Linked DNA regions of Sus scrofa: region 2 is linked to region 1. The links are chromatin contacts, called in public Hi-C maps. All regions are on one chromosome and are shown on one strand. Each heading gives the region's core, a stretch centred on a gene start, on an enhancer-like site or on the middle of the called end of the contact. The rest is flanking DNA. Distances are from core to core; before and after follow the strand shown. Region 1 has its middle 19 kb from the start of QKI. Region 2 overlaps PACRG (parkin coregulated gene protein).

Region 1 (5,357 bases), core at 1,895-4,394:
TTTTGAAAAAATGTTATCCCTCGCCTGGTATTTGTTTTCATTGGTAGGTTGTAATATACAAACAGATTAAGGTTGTGTTTGTCGTTTTTGAAAATTCTTGATGAATACAAGAAATTCTTGGCCTGGTTCTTGTCACCTATCTCCACAGGGGGTAAAAAGGTTCAGAAAACCTGCCTCAGGCCCCCTCCCAGCCCACACTGGTGCCTGCCACCGAAGGCAGGGAGGGTGGAAAGTCAATCTCCAAAGTCCCCTTGCACAGAGAGGAGGCTTCCCTACACATTTGTGTGACAAGCAGAATGTTGGCTGTTAATTGTTACGATTTACTTGTTTGTTTCACATTAGAGTCAAATGCAGAAGAGAGTCCCCTGGTTCCTATCCCCCCTCCAGATCTGGTTACTTGATTCTTGGTGATCCCAAGTCCAGAAAGTATTTGGCTATAGCCAATTTATGTAACTATTGTTATGAGCTAAGCATTACATATTCTTAGTGTACAACCAGAGTGTCTGTAAATCAGTTTCATCAATAAAAACGAAGACAAAACGTTCACGCAGAAATTTTTAACCATCTTTCATCTGATACCCTGACAGGGAATTGTATTAGCTCAGCATTATTTCATAGTCATTTATTACTTGCTTGTCTGAATGAATAGGTGCTTGGCTATATCTAAGTTTAAAGAAACTGCACCTAGGTTTTAAAGAAAAATTTAATGAAAGGTTCACAAAATTATTCCAAATTCCACCTGGAGGGGGGAAATGCATTGCTTAGAAAGTATTTCAGAAGAGGATTTTGTATAAAACTGAGGAAAGCAGTGTGAATATTCACAATACTTTAACATGAATATTGCATGGCTCTTATCAAAAAATTAAACACATGTGTACTTCATTATTGATTTGTGCATCAATAGATATAGAACTATTACCTCTCTGATAGTATATTGCTCAAGCTGAATTGATGCTCATTCTTCAAGCTGCTAGAGCATCTGCAAGAGGCATCATAGCACCTGAATGAGGCCTCCTGTTGAGCCAGCCCACACTCATCACCTGGTCTAGGCTGAGACTGGACACAAGACAGGAAACACGAGCGCTGCCATTTATGTCATCACCCTAGAAGGCCAGGTTTTGCTCGCAGTAAGGGGTGGGTCTCCAAGAAAGATTTCCTTTGACTAACACTATTCACAAGTTTTCTTTACTTCTTAATGTTTTTATTAGTTACAGTCTTTAAATAGCGTGTATGGGAGTTCCTGTTGTGGCTCAGCGGAAATGAATCTGACTGGTATCCATGAGGATGCAAGTTCAATTCCTGGCCTTGCTCAGTGGGTTAAGTCTCCTGCATTGCTGCGGCTGTGGTGTAGGCCAGCAGCTACAACTCCAATTCAACCCCTAGCTTGGGAATCTCCATTGGCTGTGAGTGCGTCCCTAAAAAGCAAAAAAAAAGAAAAAAACAGTGAGGAAACAGACATGTTCATGAGCACTAATAATAATCCTAAAAATTTATGAATTTCTGCAAGTCCATTTGATTATAGGTAATCAAGAGATTTAGAATTATATGTGCCTTTAAGCTATAATTTCACTTTTGGGAATTTATGTTGTATAAATAGTTAAAGATATAGCAAAATTATTTCCAATGTGGCAGATACAGAAGAAAGAATTTTAATTTTGTTATTCTTCATTATTTTTGCCAAGCTATATTTTCTATGATAAAGTTCATTATGTAATAAGAAATCAGCCATAAAATCTGTTAAGAAAAATTGTTTGTCCATAGTCAGGGAGCTCCTTTGTTTTCGACTGATCGAGGATCCCTTCCTGGAACTTCATGGGAGCTACCCCAGGATCACAGAAATGTTCAGATCCAAAGACGGATGAAAAAGGTGCGTGCAAATACTCTTGAGATAGTGCCTCTCCTGACATCAGAGCAAACCATGCAAAATGTCAGAGAAACGGTCATTGTCTGGGGAAATGCACACAAAATTTGAAAATTTTAATTAACTCCTATATATAAATATATATGACAGTTTATAACATCCATTTGCTTTTTTAAAAATGCAACTAAATACACAGAAAATATAGACATCTCAGCATTTTCACTCTCAAAAGTTTGGAGATCTCCTCTTTCACCCCACCTCTGTTTTTCTCTAGTTCAACTTCATTGCCATGGAGTTTCATGCAAATAGAAAAGTAACGCCGGACATCATCTTTTCTCAAACCAGAACTGATCTGAATTTGTATTAAGCCAGCAAGGAGTAAATGAAAATATCTCTATGAAGTCTTAACTCAGAGCTGAAATATCAAAAACGACAGTTTTGCATTCCATCTCATTTTTCACAAGGGTTTTTTTTTTTAATCTCATGGTATGATTTTTGTTTCTCAAATATTTGATCCTTGAAAACTGCACCCAACTCATTACAAGGTTTAAAAACACTGCCTGTTTTGGAATGTTTACACACGGTTCTCAAACACGATGGGAACTGGCAGACCAGCCCAGGCTGTTTTCATGGAAGCGCTGGGAGTGGCAGCTGTTACACATCCCGATATTTTTCCAGACTGAAACTCTTATTCCCTACACCCAGGCACGTGTTTCACAGCTGAGCCCAAATCCAAACCGAATTTAAAACTTTTTGGCTAAATGCCACATTCAAAACTTCCCTGACCTGTCTTCCTCTAGTCTCTGACAGCGTATACACGTACTGACTAGTCTGAAAATAGCTGGTTCGTAAACAGGGGGGAAACTGTCCAAGAAATATTTGCACAATGAAATAATCATTTCGTTTTGTCCATATAGACAAACAACCAGTCCATTTGGTAAAAAAAAATTTTTTGTTGTTCTTTTTAACATCTCATGAGTTGACTGAACTCGACTGGATGGTTTGTTTATATTGGTTCATTGTTATCTACTGAGGTGAATCTTAGATCTGATTTTCATAATATAGGGAAGAATGTCCACTGAGAAATGTCTTAAGTTATGTCTTAAGTACTGTAGTTGGTATTTAAGCATATGGTTAAACGCAGCTAATACTGAGTAATAAACGCTTCAAGTGGGAAAGCCCTGCAGAGTTTGTCTTTCCCAGTGGCTGACAGAGCCCTGAGCTTCAGTATTTCCTTCCTTGAGCACTGTAATGACTGCAATCCCATCAGTGACTTTTGGTATGATGGATTTCCTGCAACAACAAAAAATACAATTAAAAAAAACCCAGGGGCACTGTCTAGCCATTTACTCCTTTAACCTCTGTACAGTGTTGCATAAGAGATGTGAAAACCAGAGCAGATCAAGTTTGGAACCTACCAACCTTGGCCTCTTGCCTTCAAGGAATGTTTAGGTCTATTTTTTTTTTTTTTTTTTTTTTTTTAAGAGTTGCTGCCGTTTAGCTCAGTAAGTTAAGGATTGGGCGTTGCCACAGGCTGCGAAGCTTGGATCCTGTATTGCTGTGGCTGTAGTGTAGGCTGGCGGCTGCAGCTTTGACTTGACCCTTAGCCTGGGAACTCCCATATGCCACAGGTTTGGGCGTAGAAAGAAAAAAGCAAACAAGCAAACAAACAAGCAAAAAGCAACTAGTTCTTACAGAGAGAAAAGTTGGGAATAAGACTTACGTAATCCTTCACTTTAAGCATAATTCACCTACAAAATCATTCAGTCTTCCTAAACTATGTGAATGGAATTTGTTTGCATAAATCTAATTCCACCAAAGGCTTCTAAAGTGTGAACTAATTACACGATCTAATTTTGGAGCTTTTCCAAAGTTAATCTCTGAATTAGTTATCTTTTGCTTTTCTTTTATGTGTCATCTTGCTTTTTCACATTTCATTAGGTATCAAAACCAAGAGAGACAAAGTACAAGCTATTTATGTGTTATTAAGTCTCAAGATAATGGGAAATATTTTATCACAGTTAGATCTGCAGAAGAGTTAGGTGGTTCCTAAACCAGTGTTTTGGCAGAAAATAAATAATTATGGGCAGCAGTAACTTAAAACACTTAAAGATATTCCTAAGAACAGTCATTTTGACTGACGTTGACCTTGGTGCTCATGCATGTCTATGAGTGTGTGTGCGTGTGCGTGTGCACGCGTATGTGTGTGCGTGCGAGTGCATATGTGTGCATGTTTGTGTGCACGCGTGTGCGTGCGTGCGTGCGTGCGAGAGAGCATGTGCTCGCGGCTATACAATGAGGTGTGGTTGCAGGGAGCACTGGATGTTATGTGGGAAGTCATGGGTCCAAGGCCGGTCCCAGCACTGGCTGACTGTTTGATAGGAAGGAAGTTACCCACTGTCTCTGAATCTCAGTTTTCTCATCTACAATTAGGCTTAATGGAGTTCCTGTTGTGGCTCAGTGGGTTAAGAGCTTGACTGGTATCCATGAGGATTGCTGGTTTGATCCCTGGCCTCGCTCATTGGGTTAAGGATCTGGCATTGCTGTGCATGAGCTGTGGTGTAGGTCACAGATGTGGCTTGGATCCCACATTGCTTTGGCTGTGGTGTAGGCCGGCAGTTGCAGCTCCAGCTCCGATTCAACCCCTAGCCTGGGAACTTCCACATGCTGTGGGTGTGGCCCTAAAGAGACAAAAAAAAAAAAAAAAAAAAAAAAACCCTGACAAAATAAAATAATAAAAATAAAATAAAATTAGGACTAACAATGCTTGTCCAGGTCTACCCTTTCAAGGGCTTGTCATAGAAATAAAAAGAAATCAGGGTCCTAATAGCATGTCCTGGAGCGTGACATAATTATACCAATGACACAATGTGAGATTTGGGATAATTTATCTAACATGACTGAGTCTTATTCCTTCTTACATGGGAGGGTTATAACAAACTCATGGCAGTAGACGTGATATTGCAGTGTAATATGCTGCAGGCAGACACATTAGTTTGGCTCTTTAAGGAGCATAAACTCAACTGGAAATAGTTTAAACGAAAAAAAAAAAAGAAAAGTGTTTATTGACAAGTCTCAAGCAACCATGGAAAAGAAGCAGCAGAGCCTCTAAAACCACTGGATCCAGAAGTTTGAAGGCGAACAAGACTTTCTCTTTTCTCTTCGCACCGAATATGGTTTGGCTTTTCTCAGGCCAACTTCCTCCACGTGGCCGGACACACGATCCCCAGCAACAGCGATGCCCTACATCTCTCGATTTTGCTGCAAGACAAAAAAAAAAAAAAAAAATAGAATCGCCCACCTCCTCACCCCAAGACTGACGCCCGTTGTAAAGTCCCAGGAGAAGCCTCTAGTGGGCTCAGCTTGGATCAGGGCCCTGGGGTGGGAGCGTGTCCTTGGCTGTCAAGGCAAGAAATGCTCACCAGAAGCACGGACAGTCGGCTTCTCTCCTCTCCGGCGAGGGTGACCCTAGGCCGAAAGGATGAAGCTCTCTGTC
Region 2 (5,357 bases), core at 1,849-4,348, 81 kb after region 1:
TTTCTTTTTCTTTTGCTTCAGCAAAGACCTGATTTTTCTAATTTCAGGAGTAGATTACCCTATTCCTTAGATTACTGGCTGACTGTGCGAAATGTAGACTTTGTAAACCAACAGGAAAATGTGGATTTAGTTTTTGAATGCAAACCTGATCCTTGTGCCTCAAGTCATATAAAATATGACACACACACACACACACACACACACACACACACACACATATATATAGCATTCCTATGAGACCTAATATTTGGAAAATAACATATATTCACATTTCCTGATTTTGTGTTTTGGAGCACTAATTGGCACTTAATACATACTTATGACAATGTGTTATAATTCTGATTGTATATCAAGCAAGTAGCTGAGTTGAGTGGAGAGATAGGGGGAGAGGAGGTGTCCTTGCCTATTGCTGACCACAAGGTAACAGCTATGTTGGAGGAGACAGTAGAACAGAAGGGAGAACTGGAGCAACGTTCTGGCTCATGTCTTACCAAGATGGAGAGGTTTAGAAAACTTGCTTTCCTGCTTTTTCTATTGTAGCCCAAATCACCCCATCTCCCCCCTTCACTGCATGGGTTGCTACTTTGACCTCTGAGACTCCCAAGGCCCTCTCTACACTTCTGGACTTTTCAAACCATGACCCTAGGCCCCTTGGGATGATGGTGGGCACTGGCTCCCACTCCTGGACAGGCTCTCAAATCTGACATTTGCATGGTAGACCCAGAGCTCTGAGTGACCTTGGCAAACATCCTGGCAAGCAAGCACACTTGCCGACTTCTGTTAATCTGGATGAGGAAAAACCTTCAGATTGGTGGAGAAAACTGGACCAAGGGCTCAGCTGATTTCTGGCCGTCACTCTGGGGTTCCCTACCAGGGATCAATCATCCTTCAACCCCCCAAGGCCTCTAAATAAACCATCCCGTTTAATTTCAGTATTTTGGAATACTGTCTGCTGAGGAACGCTGCCCTCTACATGCTTCTATGCACAAGATACACATTCTTAGATGTGAAGATCTGCCACGTGATGTGAGCCCCTGTGCCTCAGCTGCTCATATTTTAACAGAGATCTTTGGTTCATGAGAGCAGCTCTATTGATGGGGATTTTAGGAGTCAATGGACTCTGGCTTTGCCAGCACTTGTGGACAAATTCCCTGGCTTTGGGATGACAGCAAATCTGTCATTTTCTCTCCTTCCAGATGGTACAGCTCCAGGTGTGGAGTCAGGAACTGGGGAACTCAACTACCCCGATATGTCTGTGGGCGTGGGCTGAGGGAGAGGCCCATGGAGAAGGTAGAGGGATGTAAATCCCAGGAGAAAATCAGGAGCTGGGTTCTGATCTGACCCCAAGTGTGGTGGTCTAAGTTCTGTGATTTTAGGAAGATCAACGGTGTGGGGTTCTAGGAGCTGAGGGTAGAGTGAAGAACTAGAGGGGTACAGAAGGAGTTCACAGTCTGGAAGAGGAGGCAGATATTAATACCCTGATAAACCAGACAGAACAAGAGTACTTGAGTGAGAAGTTCTAGCAAGGAATGAAAATATGGGTTGTGGCAGAGAGGGGCTGGGAGGGATCAGCTTGGGCCAGTGACCAGGAAGGTCTTGCTGAGAAGGTTAAACTCAAGCTGAGTGCTGAATGCTGAGAGTAAGCCAGCATTGTAACAAGCAGCCTGGGAAGAATGTGCCGCACAGAATAGCCACTGCAAGAAAGGCCTTGAGGTTGGAACAAGTTGTCATCAGAGAGCACGGTATCACCCGGCTTTGCGGTTGCTCTTTCCACTGCTGACGCTGCTCTATATAACTGCAGTTTTTAATGACTTTAACAGCTCTGGGGTGAAGGGGTATGACGGACGTCGACCCTCCCTAGTTAGGGACACTGTCTCCTGCCAGGTTTTCACAGTTTTGGATAACGATGCAATAATGACTGTATCTTTGTGTATACAGTCTTTTTCTTTAGTTCTACTATTTCCTTGAAACAATTCTCAGAAGTGAGGTTACTGCTTCAGAGAATACAAAAACTTAGTAGGTTATTGGTATATATATATATCCATATTGATTTTCAGAAAGGATGCCAACTTAGGTTACCAGCAACGTAAGAGCTTACCTGTTTATCACAGCACTGGATGTCGTAATAAAAAATTTTGTAAATTTTGTTAATTCAGTACATATAAAATGTTACTTTGTTAATATTTTTCTAATTACTAAGGTGTGCTAACATTTCCCAATGCATTTTTTTTTTTTTTTTTTGCCGCATGGATTTTTTTTTTTCCACTTATGAGAATGATTTGTTCTTATCTTTAGTCTGTTTATTTATTGGGTCTCTCTGCAGTTAGATATCCTACGCTCTCTTCCTTTGTCTGAATCAGCACTGTTTCAGAGAGTGGAGGGTGGAAAAGAAATGCTGTAACTTCTAGAGGTGGCCCGGGGCAGTGGTACCCTGGGAACTGAAAGAATCGGAGGGATTGTGTTCAGAAATGTGGAGGCAATAGCATAATAAATTCAATTACTTTGAGTAACTTAATGGATTATCACCTCCAGAAGGAGGAACATTTATAATGTGGAGATTTCTAAAAGGCTTCTTTACACCTTTCCTTAGCATCACCCATCCATCTGTCCACCCACCACCCACCCATCTCTTGCTTCCTAGGTCATTCTCTGAAGGACCATGCTCAGTGACCCACCAGGCTAGTCATAGGTGGGACCTCATGAGAGGGCGAGTCCAGCCTTCACTTACAGTGTACCTTAAATCAAGACTTTGGGGGTAACCTTCAGATTGGATGATTTACACATGAGGCCACATGGAAAATCACTGTTATTTTGGTTTATCTGTGCGAAGTGTTCATTTGTTAAATGTTAACTCTGTGATATACTACAACCTGTGTTGGCATGTCTACCTTTTTGTATTGCATGGGGAGCCCCTAAAGATGAAGGTGGCACCGGGAGGTACAAGCTGGATGCAGAGCTAAGCCGGAGCATTTGTTCTCACTAAATGTTAAAAGACCAGTAGCAGTGGAAACTGAAGTCTGCTATTTATCTTCAGGCTAGGGATAGTGCAGACAGCTGCAACCTGAGCCTCCTCGTAAAGCCATGCCAGTACCCTTAACCGTGACCTCCGGCAGGAGACGCATTTCAGTGGGTGGACTGATAGCTCTTTCAGGCACAGATGAGCACTGTTGGGTCCATTTTGTTTTGAGGCCAGGTGATTAACCCGTGGGCCCTTGTTAGTGAATCACCGGGAAAAAATGTCTTTACCTCTTACTGCAACTTTAACAAGACAAAGCTTTCTAGTGGGAAGAAAGTTGCATATGACATCGAGAGGAGATTTTTTTTTTTTTTTTTTTTTGTCTTTTGTTGTTGTTGTTGCTATTTCTTGGGCCGCTCCCGCGGCATATGGAGGTTCCCAGGCTAGGGGTGGAATCGGAGCTGTAGCCACCTGCCTACGCCAGAGCCACAGTAATGCGGGATCCGAGCCGCGTCTGCAACCTACACCACAGCTCACGGCAACGCCGGATCGTTAACCCACTGAGCAAGGGCAGGGACCGAACCCGCAACCTCATGGTTCCTAGTCGGATTCGTTAACCACTGCGCCACGACGGGAACTCCCGAGAGGAGATTTTTAAGGTGAAAACAAACTCGACGAAAGGACTTTGAACCTGGTTGGCGCTGAGCTCTGACAAGGTCAGATTGATAACTGAGGTGCCATTCCATTAGTCAAGATAAATGTCATTATTTGGGTAGCTATTTCAGGACACATGACCCTTAGTTCTGAACTATCTGGGTATTTCTTGTACATTTTTCACTTCCTTTTATGTAGTTACAGCCTGTTACAAGATGGAATGTTAAAAATTAAGAAAAAGCCAGCTGTTTACAGAGATCAGTGTGGAACATTTACAGTTGTTTTTCTTATATGGACAAGCTACCGGCAAGTCTAATCAGTGCTCTCTCAAAGACCAAGGTAAAATATAACCCATGAAACACATCCAGGGCTGCACATGTTAGCCCACTGCTACGGTCCTTCTTCAGTGATGAGTCTGTCAGGGAACCAGTGATTAATCCTCTAGGAAACTACACACCTAGGACCCCAAATGTTACGGATCTAAAAAGCCACATGGTAAATAAAACTACTCAAATTCTAAGTTCCTTTAAGTCCTGTTAAAATTGTTATTTTGCTTGAGGGAACGAAATTGACTCACTTTTAATTTTTTCTACTCTTTCCTTAAAAAACCTTAAGATGGCAAATCAGAATTTGGGGAGCGGAGTAGACTCCAGGGGTCTCTATTTTCTGCCGAATGCAGTTGAAATTCTACCAAAAACAAGATCTCAAAAGTCTACCAAAGACGCAGGGGACCGTGGGCTTGAAGGAAGGTGACCCAGAGAAGGGCGTGGGCTGCCTTGTGCAGACACAGACCCTAGCAGAGCCACAGAGGTGTCTCTCGCTCCCAGGAGGTAGGGGACCATGGCATCTTGCCTGCGGTTTGTTGAGCAAACTTCTGATTGAGCAAAGGTCCGTGCTCTCCGGTCCTGGAAACACGTCTGGGGCCTCAGGATACTGAACTGACCCTCTGCGGAGAGCAGGTGTCAGCATCAAGTGGAGTCTTACGTTGCTTCCCTTAATCCTCAAGCAGTTCCGTGAGGTTGGTGACGAGGATGAAGGGGATGGAAAGGTACATAATGATTTCTCCTCCCAGGTACTTAGGTAAGTGACGGCATAGAGATGAAATCTTAAGTAGGTAAAATTCTGGTCACATATGTGTAAGCATGCTATTGGTGTTTCTAACACTATAATCATCATTATAACATCAGTATCAATGCCTCATCACAGGGTAGTGGTGAGAATTAAATACACTAACCTATATTAAGCACCTAGCCCAAAGCTTGACAGGTACTGGGCACTAGACAAGTGTTTGCGTCCCTCACGTCCCTCCAGGGTCGCCTCTCGAGCAGATAGCATACGCATCAATAAGCCAAATCTACGCATTGTGCAGATGCGTAAATGGTCAGAGATGGGGTTTAATCACAGGTTTCTCTAAAGCTGAAGTCGGAGTTATTTCCATCACAACTTGCTTCCTCTCTCAGGGAGCTCAGGGTCAGTATGGTCAAACCCAGTTTTCTCAGAAATTTCTGACAGTTGATCCTGTAATCACTTTGGAAAGGGGGTCCCTCCTAATCTCCGGGGAATATTTGGTATTAAATATATTTCGGTTTATGTCATTCTTCTTTCTATATCCAAGAAGAATTCAAATAACAGAGAAACCAGAGTTGGAGATGAAACTGGATGCATTTAAGATTTTAAAATGTGCCTGTGCCTCTAAGAATAATAATGAAATTATTTATATTTAACCACGTGACACTGCCAATATTGA

What was found. A called contact is a pair of places that touch in the nucleus more often than the background predicts.
Region 2: a Hi-C map of skeletal muscle shows a contact between it and region 1, with 2.3 times the contacts expected there. The contact joins two enhancer-like sites. A contact is called at or near these places in 1 of 5 promoter capture datasets (liver), 4 of 47 Hi-C or Micro-C datasets (liver and skeletal muscle) and 1 of 2 datasets of contacts at active chromatin or transcription factors (skeletal muscle).

Annotation. Positions count from the first base shown.
Region 1 is chr1:4,899,832-4,905,188 of Sscrofa11.1, forward strand. No RefSeq gene overlaps it. Among named protein-coding and RNA genes, the nearest start is that of QKI, 19 kb to the left of the region's middle. Within about 2 kb of position 3,145, at least 11 of the 83 cell types and tissues checked have an H3K27ac peak or open chromatin away from gene starts, as enhancers often do. A contact at or near this core is called in skeletal muscle, where this site is marked.
Region 2 is chr1:4,981,028-4,986,384 of Sscrofa11.1, forward strand. The region is part of intron 4 of PACRG (parkin coregulated gene protein); the gene reads right to left. Among named protein-coding and RNA genes, the nearest start is that of QKI, 100 kb to the left of the region's middle. Within about 2 kb of position 3,099, at least 4 of the 83 cell types and tissues checked have an H3K27ac peak or open chromatin away from gene starts, as enhancers often do. A contact at or near this core is called in skeletal muscle, where this site is marked.